2 separate regions of the Mus musculus genome follow, and region 2 is linked to region 1. A link is a contact called in public promoter capture Hi-C data. All regions are on one chromosome and are shown on one strand. The core of a region is the stretch at or near the end of the contact, and the rest is flanking DNA. Distances in the headings are between cores, read along the strand shown.

What was found. Promoter capture Hi-C pulls out the DNA fragments that hold promoters and counts their contacts.
Region 2: a contact with region 1 is called in a promoter capture Hi-C map of neural stem cells. The contact joins the promoter of Wdr63 here to the promoter of Syde2 in region 1. A contact is called at or near these places in 1 of 39 promoter capture datasets (neural stem cells), 1 of 15 datasets of contacts at CTCF or cohesin (the NIH/3T3 cell line), 5 of 484 Hi-C or Micro-C datasets (cortical neurons, embryonic stem cells, liver and 2 more), 2 of 115 datasets of contacts at active chromatin or transcription factors (embryonic stem cells and forebrain) and 3 of 9 other capture datasets (adipose tissue, liver and pancreatic islet).

What each region holds. Positions count from the first base shown.
Region 1 is chr3:145,983,501-145,989,741 of GRCm38.p6, forward strand. It overlaps Syde2 (synapse defective 1, Rho GTPase, homolog 2 (C. elegans)), which reads left to right and starts at 4,370. Exons shown (of 7, transcript NM_001166064.1): 1 at 4,370-5,669. The coding sequence starts at 4,499. Gm35352 (a long non-coding RNA gene) reads right to left here and starts at 3,995. Exons shown (of 3, transcript XR_376174.3): 1 at 3,872-3,995; 2 at 1,174-1,216; 3 at 1-824.
Region 2 is chr3:146,106,401-146,112,725 of GRCm38.p6, forward strand. Wdr63 (WD repeat domain 63) reads right to left here and starts at 1,636. Exons shown (of 23, transcript NM_172864.3): 1 at 1,513-1,636. It also overlaps a transcript of Mcoln3 not described here.

The DNA of each region.
Region 1 (6,241 bases), core at 3,120-5,619:
ATGGACTGGAACCCTCAAACTGTGAGCCAGTGAAATCCCTCCTCCCTCTGGTCTCTATTCTTTGGGTATCTGGCTACAAAAACAATCACAACAGTGACTACTGCAACATACTAAACTGCATTGTCCTACTCTTAAAAGCAGACTCCATTTTTCAGGATGAAATTCTATCCTGTGGTTCGTTTGTTTGTTTTGTCTTGTGTGTTTTGATTTCTTGGCAAATAAATTCACAGATAAATGAGAATGAGGGCTGTGGGTCTAATGGCCCTGATGAAGATTGCTTTAAGAACGATTCAAAGGTTCAGTTGCATATCCCGTAAACTCATAAAACATTAAACTGTTTTCTGAAAGGTCATCTATTAATTCATAGCAAGGAATGGTCACGTAAGTGCAAACACTATCTCAGGAAGAATGTCTAGCATCTATTTCTGTTCTAGAAAATGCCACAGGGGTGTAGTGGCTTTGCAATCAGATGCCGGGAGTAGGGACGGGGACGTCTTTCCATCTCATTGTGGTGAACTTGAACAAGTGATAATATAGATCATATAAGATTAGGGAATATGAAGTGTTGATGTATTCTAAAACATTAAAGGTTTCTGAATGTTAGAAAACATGAGCAGCCGTAAGTCTTCCTTGCATCACTTTACAGGAAGGGGGGTGGGGGGAGGGACAGAAGGAATGTTGTAGAAGGCTAGATGTAATCAAGAACCTCTGGATGAAGAACATGCCTTCTGGGTCAGTTCAGTGGGTCAGCTGTAGGCTCAAGTTACTTTACTCAGACTTGAAGGAGCTGATGGTAAACCCGACAGGTCTGCACCACAGGCATTCTGGTGAGGCGGTTTAGGAAGAGAACTGCAAACATTCCAGGGCTAAACTTGCTGTCCGTTTCCCTAAGAGCACAATGAAAGATTGAGAACCAGGGAGACACAAACACATCAGAGTGTCTACAAAGTGACCAAAATGCTCTTAGCTACAGTCCCTTCCATGACTGTTAAATGAGCCCCGTGCTCAGCCTGTCAGTTTGTTCACTCCTCCCAGTCAGAGTTACTGCCACCCCAGCTTGCTTGGAGCCAGACTATCCCATGGTTGTTAAATCTCTGGTGACAGTGCCAATGCAGTAGTTGTCAATTCATGAGGCACCAAGGTGACTGCTAAGCCTCTGAGAGACAAGGATACACACTGGAAGATGTCTTGGCCACCCCCTAATGTCCGTGGGAATCTGCAAGATTAGAAAGAAAAGGAATCGGAGATAGTTGAACAGTTGAAGTCACCTTGCTGCGGTGACTGTTGCTGGAGATCATGACAGTTCTGTGGCTATGTCTGAGAACGACATGTTTACAAACCTTTTAGTGATATACAACACACATATAGAAAACTAGGGCTTACATATTTAGCATTAAATTAGATTTAATTTCTGTGACCCCCAAATAGAGTTAGAATTGTGAGTTAAAGTTCTCGAACCTTCTCAGGGTGACCTGAACTTCCCATCTTCCTGCCTGTACTTCCCATCTTCCTGCCTGTACTTCCCACATGCTGAGATTACAGGTGTGGGTCACTACACTCAACCTGTTCGGGGTGTGGGGAGGGGGGTTGGGATAGAATCCCGAGTTTTGTGCCCACTCAAAGCACTCTGAACTGAGCCATAGCCCCAGCCCTCTTCCCATCCTCAATTTTAAGCAGGGTTAAGTTTCACTGTGAGATGCTATACTGAGCTTGGTTCTTAGTGATGTCTAAAGCAATGTACAGCATATTACATTGGCCAGTAAATTTCATGACTCTTGAATAAGTTAGCAAGTTGAATTAAGGACAGAGTCTAATATATAGGTGTGTGTGTCTGTCTGTCTGTGCCTGTGTGTGTGTGCCTGTGTGTGTGTGCCTGTGTGTCTGTGTGCCTGTGTGTGTGTCTGTGTATCTGTGCCTGTATGTGTGTCTGTGTGTGTGTCTGTGCCTGTGCCTGTGTGTGCAAAGCTTATGGCATTTTAAACTCTGTTAACTACAAAGAATAAAAAGATTGTGCAATTTAGTTGGAAGGAAAACAACTTCTGAGATAGCGATCAAATTGTGTTTATAGAACCCATTATTGGCAGCTTTGCTATCAGTCATTTCCTGTGGGAATATTTCACTGTGGAATATTTTTATGCCTTGACTATTCATAAAATAGCCTTGGGTTCCTGCAATAAAAATATCCTAGCACCGTTGGTATTAAGGTCTGAACATCGTAGTGTAACGTTTCAGATTAAGTATTGAGATTATGTCTACAAGTTTTCAGTGTGTTACGAAAGAGTTTCAAAACAGCATGAGAACACTGTGGTCTAGTGGAGAGTTGAGCGACGGACTGGAAACTGAAGCTGCTTCTTGTCTATAACACTGCTGTCAACTAAGAAGCTTCCTCATGTAGTGTTTAGGATGCTGGGTTTACCCCAATACAACAAGGGATTATAGTTTCTGTCCTTAGGAAGTGGGTCAATTTTGAATTTTTTAAATAAAAGATACAAAACATGCATACGAATTATGTAAAACAAAAAAAATACCTGAAACAATCTGTTCCAACAAATATATGATAAAGATTTGTGTGTTTATACATGTGTGTGGTGTATATGCATGGTATATGTGTAGCATGTGTATATGTGTGGTGTGTTTGTGTAGTGTACTTGTGCATGGTGTGTGTGTGGTATATATGTGTTTGTGTGTATATGCATGCATGTGTGTTGTGTGTGGTGTATGTGTGGTGTGTGTGGTGTATGTGGTGTGTGTGTGTGGTATATATGTGTGTGTGTGTGGTATATGTGTGGCATGCAGGGTATATGTGTTTTGAATGTGTGCTGTGTAGTGATAAGGACTCTTGAAGTTTGGTAGAACCTGAGACCTAGTCTGTGTGGGAGCTGACTCCATGGTGAAGAGGAGGATGGGTAGGTAGCCCTTCAGCCTCCCCTCTGCATTCCTGTGTTTTGGAGTGAGTCTCAGGTCACAAAGCAATGGCTCCTCACCTCCAGGGTGTGGGTCTTGATACAATTGACTCAAATCTTTAGGCTTGAAAGCTTTGCCTTCACCTGAGGGGCACTCCTGTCAGTTTCTTTGTTCCTTTGTTTAGCTTTTTGAGAGAGGGCCTCAGGCTGTCCTCCTACTGCCTCCATCTTAAGCCTCCTTCCACAAGCAAGTATACCACCACACCAAGCCTAGCACAGGGAAGATTACACGCATACAGATACAGGGGGATGACTCCAAAGGCAGAGAGCCAGGCGCTAACAAACGGCACAGATCCAAGTGAGCTGAGAGGATGGAGCGTTTAGGCACAGAAAGCAGCTGGGCTTACATGGAGGACCATACTGGAATAAGTAAGGACCATTCACTCAACTACCACTTTTGGAGGACTTGAGTACCTACTAAGTGCAAGCATGTGCTAGATATTTGTGCGGTATGAGTGGCTCAAAGGTCATTCCCAATGCATAACAACCAAAAAGTATAGCTGAAATCAGAGATGATGGCAACACTGATTCTTATCGATCAGTGCCAGGCCAGGCAGGGTTTGGTATTGAGAGTAGGTATTTCCAAATTTCACCCTTTCTCTATTTCGACCCAGTGAACACTGAATTTCAGTTAGCATTTTTACATTTAAAAGCTGTAAACTAGCGCTTTTAGTTTGGTAGTTGTACCCGGGGCTCTTATCTGTGGTTCCATTTAACAAGTTTTGTTTGATCTAGGGATTAACGTTGGATGAGAAGGTATCATTTTTACAGAAGGAGAAACAGATTTGAAAAAGAGGGAACCGAAGTGATCTAGTACATAAAGGACTTTTTTTAAAAATTCCTTATTGAATAGGATTTGCTACAGATTTCTTTTTTATTGTTTATTTTTACGTGCATGGTTGTTTTACCTGCACCTATGACGGTTTACAACACGCATGCCGGGTGCCAGCGGAGGCCAGAAGAGGGCTTCGGAACCCCTGACACTGGAGTCCTACACCAGAGCAGCCAGCGATCCTTACAACCGAGCGACCTCTCTAGCCCCGCAAATTCCTTTCCAACAGTTCCGGGGAGCAGGGAACCGATCAGAACATCTTGGGGACAACGCTCCTGTGAGATACACCTGCACTCGCACTTGGTCGGTCCAAACAGTCTTTGTTACTCTCAAGCTAGGACTTGCTGCACCGGAGCCCCGCCTCGCGCAGGGGGCAGCGGGGAGGGGCCGGGGCGGTTGGCGGGGTGGCAGCCCGACCCGCTCCACCTTTCCCTCTCTGCAGCCGCGCAGGCCCCGCCCCCGGAGCGCCCACCTCGGGAACGCCGCGTGTTGGCCCGCGCGCCCCGTCGCGGCTCTAGTTCCGGGGCATGCGCGCTGCGGCGCCCGCGCCCCCCTCTACCGACCCGCCGCTGCCGAGTTATGCCAAGTATGTGAGGAGCTGGCGAGGACCGGCCGTGGTCATGGAGAGCCGCCGCCTCCGCCCGCGCGGGACTCGGAGCCCGCCCCGCGCCCCGGGCGAGCCGGGCTGCTGAGGGCGGCGCTCATGGCGGAGCCCCTGCGGAGGACGCTCGGCCGGCTCCGAGAGCGGCACGCTCCCGGCGCGCTCGGGCTGCACGCGGACTCCGTGGCGGCCTCGCTCTCCGAGGGACGCTCGCCGCCCCACGAGCTCGCGGGCCCCGGTATGGAGCGGCCCGCATGGGGGACCGAGCAGCCGGGCGCGCGGGTGCCATGGTCTCGCGGGGCGCAGGAGGCCGCCGCTCTGGGCCGCGCGCTTGCTCGCGCCTCCCCAGGCGCCTGGGGCAGCGGCGACGACGACGGGGAGGACGAGGGCGCCGACTACTACGAGAACCTGCCGGCGGGCTGCGCGCCCGAGGGGGCGGAGGCGCTGCGGGCCTCGCCTTCCCGAGCGCCGGGCTCCTCCCCGGGGATGGAGGGCGGCCGCCTGGAGACGGGCAGGCTGCAGACCCAGTTGCGAGAGGCCTATTATCTGCTGATCCAGGCCATGCACGACCTACCCCCTGACTCGGGCACGCGGCGGGGCGGACCCGCGGGAGCCCGGGCTCAGGGCCAGCAGCCGCCTCTCCCCCGCGGCGCAGCCGTGCGCCCAGCCTGCAGCCTCCGAGGCGGCGACCGCCCTCCGCAGCAGGTGTCCCCGCCCCGGTCGCCTCCGACGGAGTCGAGAGAGGGACGGCCTCCCAGTCCTCGGATACAACTGTCCAGTTGCAGAAGTCTCGAGAGCCTCCGCGTGAGCCGGCGGCCGCCTCTGCTCCAGCGGTGGGCGAGCGACAGCTGCATCAGGTGCGGTGCGCACCGGGACAGGGACGAGCCCCAGCCACGTGGAGGTGGGATGGACGGCTGGAGCCCGGGCAGCCACAGGGCTGCTACGTCCGCCGCTCTCCTGCCTCCCATCTGCCATGACCCCAGCGGGTCCTCGGGACGACCCTTTAAGGATCCTGTGGGGACCTCTGTGATATCCAGCAGCCAAGAGGACCATCCGGAGGATCTTCCCCTCAAGCCACCTGCGGTGACTGTCAAGAAACTGCAGAAGTGGATGTACAAAGGACGTCTGCTGTCCCTGGGGATGAAGGGTCGCGATCGCGGGACAGCACCCAAAGTTCCCGGAGCGCAGACAACCTCTCCAAATTTGGGCAGTTGGAAAGTGCATGAAAACCACGTCCTCTCGGTGACAACGGACCAAAGAATCACACTGACAGGTAGGACACTTTGCAGTCAATATGCTAAGCAGCGCCCTGAGCCTCTAGTGTGGTGGTTTTCAGCCTTTCTGATGCTGTGACCCTTGAATCTAGTTCCTCATGTTTGGTGCCCCCGACCATAAAATTATGTTCGTTGCTACTTCATAACTGTAATTTTGCCACTGTTATGAGACGTCATGCAAATATCTGTGTTTTCCAATGGTCTTAGGCGACCCCAGTGAAAAATTAGTTCAGTCACCACAGGGGTCGAGACCCTCAGGTTGAGAACCACTGGTGTACTGTTTCCCGAGTGGGCTTCTGCGGGTCTCGGGTCGCTGCTAATGTCATACATTAAATCTTGTGGTCTTTGCGCCCCCTCCCTTCCCCTCCTCCCTCTCTCCTGCTTCCTGCTTTTTCCTTCTTTCCCTTTTCGGATTTTTTGTTTTTCTCTTCTCCAAGAGTCAGCGTGCTCCCTCCCTTAGGACAACAGTGAATGAAGGTTTTAAGTCCTTTACATGCATTTAATGTAGGTTTTGATGCGGGAGGAGGGGGGCGCTATTTTAATTTTTTTCTTTTCTTTTCTGTAGCTCTAG
Region 2 (6,325 bases), core at 386-2,885, 120 kb after region 1:
TATAAGCCAGCCTCAATTAAATGTTCTCCTTATAAGACTCGCTTTGGTCACGGTATCTACTCGTAGCAGTCAAACCCTAACTAAGACGGTGCTCACAGTTGCAAAGCAGGCAACAGAGTTATCTCCTCAGCCCTGAAGTGTCTACTTAAAAAATTTTAAAGTTACATTTATTTATTTATTTTTGTGTATGTTTGTGTATGTTTGTGTACGTGTGTGTGTGTGTGTGTGTGTGTGTGTGTGTGTGTGTGTGTAGGTCAAGGGACAACGTACTGGAGTTGGTTCTCTCCTTCTACCATGTGAGGTCTTGGTATCAACCCCAGGCCATTAGGCTTGGTGGCAGGTACCTTTACCTACTGAGCCACCCCATCAGTCCAAATTTCTACTTTTTAAGTAGAAATTATGCAATAAAAGGCTGTCTCAGCTTTTCAGATGGAGCATTTTTCGTTCTACTCTTCAGAATCATAGATTCAGGTGGTGGACGTCATCTGATTCTCTTTTGGATGATTTCTCATCAGTTGATCCCTCTCCATTTTCTATCCCAGTTTCCTTTGGCCAAAAGTACTAAACAACACTGTAAACATCACCCAGCTTCATACAGCTGCAGTAACCCAGTTACCGAGGTCGTGCTCGTGTGTGTGGCCCCCCACTACTGCTTCCACAATTACTGTCCATTGCATATTTTATACAATGAATACTGTTATTTATATATGCATAAAATGATCAAGTTTTTTTCTCTATACAAAGACATCCTCTTCCAGTGTAAGAGCGATGTCACTTGGAATGCCAATTCCCTAAGCCCCTTTACTTCCCAGGAGTGGATTTTGCAATTTTGGAAGCATTTATCAGAAGGTAATGCTGCTCTCTGGTGGTCTGCTTTCTCACTCTGCCTGAATCAGTCTTGTTCCCCAGTGGTGCTGTGAGGAGATGACACAGGACTTCAAACACAAGGCTGCCTTGAAGGGTTGCTGTGGATTCACTCAGCGTTCAGCATACAGTACTTCAAGGGGGAAGAGAGGTCGCTCTGAGCAGAAATTAAGTCCTAGATATGCTAATTACTAGGGGAACGAAGGAGACGTGAGCCCTCCTTCAACGAGTTTAGGTTCTCTGTTCATCTTCGTGGTTAGCCCTCCCCTAGCCCCCCAGTGATAGGCTTCAGTCCACATTAATTCTCTACAGTGCTGATGACTAACCAGAATCTCGTCATCCTCAAATTCAATTATGCATAATTTATTGAGTTCCCGCTGCGCGCCAAGTAACGTGAGAGCAGGAACAAGACAGTACCCGCTCTCGGTTCCCGACATTCTTAGATCTCCCGTTAACTGCTCTCTCATAGCTGTTTTTGTCTCACTGGCTCGGGCTGCAAACTTGTCAAAAGTAGTGAAAAAAAGTATTTCTTTATTTCATAGACTCCACCTTCTCTAGCACTTTCTGGGAAGTTTCTAAACGCCCTTGATACGGTAATGAGATATTTAGTTTTCCCGCGACTCCTTTCCCGTTCTGAACCGCCCTTACCTGGAATCACTAAAGGGAAAAGAAGGCAGCTTCTTGGCAGTTCCCGGGAGAAACGCTCCTTCGAGAGTAGGAGGTGGGAGTCTGTCTGACTCTTCTTGCTCAGGAAAATAAACCTCAAATTTCCAGCAACAGCGGGCTGGCAGTTGTTGCTAGGACGCGTCCGTTGCTAAGATTAAAAAAAAAAAGTCTCCTGTTGAGATTGACAGAACGCCTTCACCAATACCTTATCCGCTCCCCAACATTGTCTCTCATAGAAGGCTAGTGATTGGTTGTTGTGTTGTGACGTCACCTAACGTAATCCCAGAGAAGCCCAGTTTCCCACTAGCAAGGAAAGCACTAGTTCTCTGTTCGATTTAGGTCTCTGTTCTTTGCAGTGGCCCCTCTTGACTTAGGTCCATGCCTTGCCTTGCGTCCACTTCAGCCTTAGTCAAAGGGAAGTTCTCGTGGGGTGCGGATGGGCAGCTCCTAGGCCAGCCACCTGACCTCCCTTGTAGGGAGCAGGATGCATCTAGGGACCTGTGTAAAATTGGAGCGTGGAGTGGAGGTTGCATTCAGGTTGCCTTGGACGTCCTTGACTACTGCAGCACATTTTTTGTTTTGTTTTGTTTTTTGTTTTTTTGTCAAAGAATTTTGTATAGAGTTTGAGTCAAGCCGGAACTACAAGTCTCCGAGGGAAAGCTGCCTGGTGGTTGTTGGTTATTGTAAGGATCCTTTCATCCGACTGTGGGCCCTCCGGGATTATTAGAGTGAAGCTCATCTCGCCAGCTTTCTGTCTTTTCTTTAAAAGTACAAATTAAAACTGCTAATTTGTGATCTAGCAAAATTTAGCAAAGTAATGCAGTTGACCACAACAATATTTAAAGAGTTTTGTTTAAGACAGGATCTTACTGCCGTAGAACTCCCTCTGTAGGATGGATAGATGGATGGATCGATGTCACCACAGCTTAACTGAGCCAAGATTAACTTAGTGTCTTTATATATCTTTTCAAATTTCTCTCTCCCATTCTGTTTTCTTATTCTCCTTCCCCCTCTCTGTGTGTGGATCTGTGTGTGTGTGTGTGTGTGTGTGTGTCTTTGTGTGTGTTATGTAGGCAAGTGCCACCATGTATATTTGGAGGTCAGAAGAAAACCTCTGGTATTGGTCTTTGCCTTACACTTGGCTGTTGTTTTTATGTGTAGCAACACTGGGATTACAGATATGCACTACCACACCCAGCTTTACATGGGTCCTGGGGATTGCAACACAGTTCCTAACACTTGCAAGGCGCTAAGGCATCTCACAGTCCCGTCTTTCATATATCTTTCAGGTTCCTCCCCTAGGTGGTAGCATCCCAGTCCTTTTGTTGGCAAAACTAGAAGTCTGAGAGCCACCCCAGATTCCTGTTGCCCTGCCCAGAGCCAACCTATTACTGAGTTTTACCATTTTCTTCCTTGAATATGTCACTGGTAATGCATCTATAAGCTGCCTTCTGCCTTTTCCTCATTTCTGATGGACTCGTCTGTCCCCTAGCTAGTAACAACAGTGTCTGGTCATGCTCCACCTTCTCTCTAATTCTACGTTACCATGGAGCGTTCTGAATCAGGGGTTCAAGTCTGAGATCACTCTTTTTGCACATGTTAGGGTTGTGCATAAAAAGTTGTGCAAAACCTTGAGCACAACCTGAGAGACTGACAGCTGGCAGGTGCCAGGTACCTTTTTCTTCCTCAGTTTCCCACAACCCCTACTCGCTAGATGAGAGAAGACAGAGGCCTTGAAGTCCTCTGGTCTGCACGTGAGCACTTGGTCTATGATCCATTCTCACAAAGGGTTATTTTTTTTTTGAGAGTTTGACTTCTTTTCCACAATATATTCATGTTGATGTCGATTTTTAAAATGTGAAAAGTCACTGTTGACTAAGATAGACATAAACTTAATGAAAATGAAACACAGGCAGCCATGACAGGCTCATCCATTTTCTGCAGCCTTAACATCCTGACTCAGGAGACAGCATATCCCCAGTGGCCCCTGCTGGCTCCCCAAGGATGCCTCTTCCTCTTGAAACCAAGATATTGCTTCTTTTTCTGCCTCAGTCTGTGTACTTTTCTCCACCTTCGTTGGACCTTAAGGGCTTCATCTCTCCTTGCTCAGCCCAAGTGCCATCCCTTCTGCAAAGCCACATAAACAAGCACACAGCATTACTCTCCCTTGCTTTTCCATTTGACTATCCCACTGTGCCTCTAAAGTCACTTTACAGGGCATCTCTGCTCTCGGCTTTAAGGCTGGGGTAATACCTCATTAGCTTAAATTGATACCATCCAACACTGTTCCTGATACAGTCACACACACACACACTATATATATTATATATATGTATGTTAAACACATAATAGATACATAAATACAAATATATAATATATTACATATCATAGACAGTGTACATATATATGCATTATGTGTAAATATATAATTGCTTAATTGCTTATTTCGGTTAAAAAAGCAAGAGAAATTAACAAAGGCTTTTTTGTATTCCTCAAATGATATATTTTCCTTTGAAAAAATCCCCCACAATCCTGTTAGATTTCAGGATGACCATAATCTTGTGACTTGGCTGAGACACAGGGTTTGTTGTCATCTTTCCTTTAGACACACCCCAAGGGATGAGTCATAAGTCACAATGCCAAGAAAGTTAAAAAAAAAAAAGAAAGAAAGAAAAAAAGAAATGGGAAGTTGAGTGATTTCTTCATGCTGCAGATTCATGATTGACACCTTTGGTGGTAGTGGCCAGAGGACCGGGTTAGGATGACTAGTGAGCACCTGTGCACTCTCATGGATTAAATTTGCCTTAAACTTGAATGTATTCAAGCTTAGTTTTAGTTTTGATAGTTAAGGAACAAGGTAGTGAGTCACAGAATAACAATGGGAAATAACAGAGAAATTTCAAATTGAGTTTACAGCAGAAAATCTGGTAAGTCAGAGATAAGGTTTATTTTTTACTAATTTTGTTTTTTAAAGAGCTTGGGGTGGAGGGCTGTGAATAGACGGCTCTGTACCATTCTTCCCATAGGTTTGCTTAGGAGCGAGGGCAGGGGAGAAGGAGAGGAGGGGCCTTGTTTGAGCTCTGAGATCACTTCTAGGTTCCTGGGAAACTGTCTTAGCCTGTGCCAGAGGGAACAGGGGAACATCCCCCAGTGAATTCTCAGCCTCATTTCTCAGCAATGAGGAAATCAGCCAGAGAGGCCTGACTTGGTGGCAAAGCTGTAGCTATTAATGGGAAGAGCCAATTCTAATGTATAAACACCCATGTGTGAGGCACATGTGTGTGTGCATGTATACACATACACGTGCGCATGCCTGTGTGTATGCGTAGAGTCAGAGGGCAATCTTGGATCGTGTTCCTCACAAGCCAATCATAGAGGCATCTGAGACAGCCTGAAGCTCACTAAATAAACTACACAGGCTGGCTGTAATGCTCCAGGAATCCGCTCATCTCTGCCTCCCCAACTCTCTCTCTCTCTCTCTCTCTCTCTCTCTCTCTCTCTCTCTCACACACACACACACACACACACACACACACACACACACACACACACACAGAGGCCTGCTTGCATGCCACATGCCTGACCTTTTTTTTTTTTAGGTGTGGTGATTATAACAAGTAAAACTAAAATAACCAAAACGGAGGCATTCTTGCTGCCTTTGCAGAGTAGCTGAGCCCAGGGGGGACTCAGAATGACGATGCCCTGTCTGCCCCTGAGCGCGGGATCTATACTGTATGGATGGCAGGTGTCTCCAGAGAGGCCGGCTCGGGAGCCCAGGAGCAAAGAGCAGCTTCGTCTGGAAATGGAGCGCACTCACACTCTCGGAGACAGCTGAGAGGAAGAGAGCCACAGCATGCTGGTGTGTGCAAAGACCTACGGTGTTTGCAGGCATTGAGCAGTGGCGCACCATCACCAGATCAGCCTATTTTTTTTTAACCTTTAGGGCATCTTGAATGTTTTTAAAGTAATAATACTACCTCTAAAGGAAGAAAATTATGCTTAAGCCAAAATTTGTTATTGTCTGAACCAGTGCCATTGACAAGCTAAGTTTTCCAGATCTCAGTGTGGGGGTGATGGTGCTTCCCTCAGGGGAAACCAGAAGAAGACAGGGGTGGGCCTTCCTTGCAGATCACAGGCAGGCTTCTCAGCCTGCCCTGGCTCCCACAGAGAACTTTCTATCGGAGAAAGGAAGGGGAGAAGAGGGAGAGGGAGAAGAGGGAGAATAGACTGATTCTTCTCTCCCCCAAGTAGACAGCTTCGGATTTAAAATAAAATCCGTGTTAAATAGTTTTGTCATGGGAGGGAACAAGTCATAAGGTGCAACCAAAAGATGATTGCTCATCCCCGAGGCTAGCCAGTGTTGCTCTCCCACCTTTGAGCAGTTTGGTGTGCTGTCCCCAAAGTTACCTAGTTTGGAAAATTATCTTTTTAATTATTTGAAATGTAACCAAGAACATCTATATTAGCAATAGAAACCATTCCTCCCTGAATCTGTTGATTTTCCTGTTTCTTTAATAAAAAAAAATACTCTTACAAAATCAGTTTGTGAGTGAAGGTGTTTAATCTGGGTCACAGTTGGAGGGTACACCGGGGTTGGGGAGGGATGCAGGCAGCCAGGTTGTTACGCCTTCATTCAGGAAGGAAACAGAGAGGATGCTGCTCCTCGGCTCACGTCTCCCTTTTTCCTCAGCCCAGGACCCAGGTCCAGAGAATGATGCCACCGACAGCCAGGATGGATCTTCCCATCTCAATTAACCTAATCTAGTTCATCTCTCAAGGCATGCCTAGTGGTGCC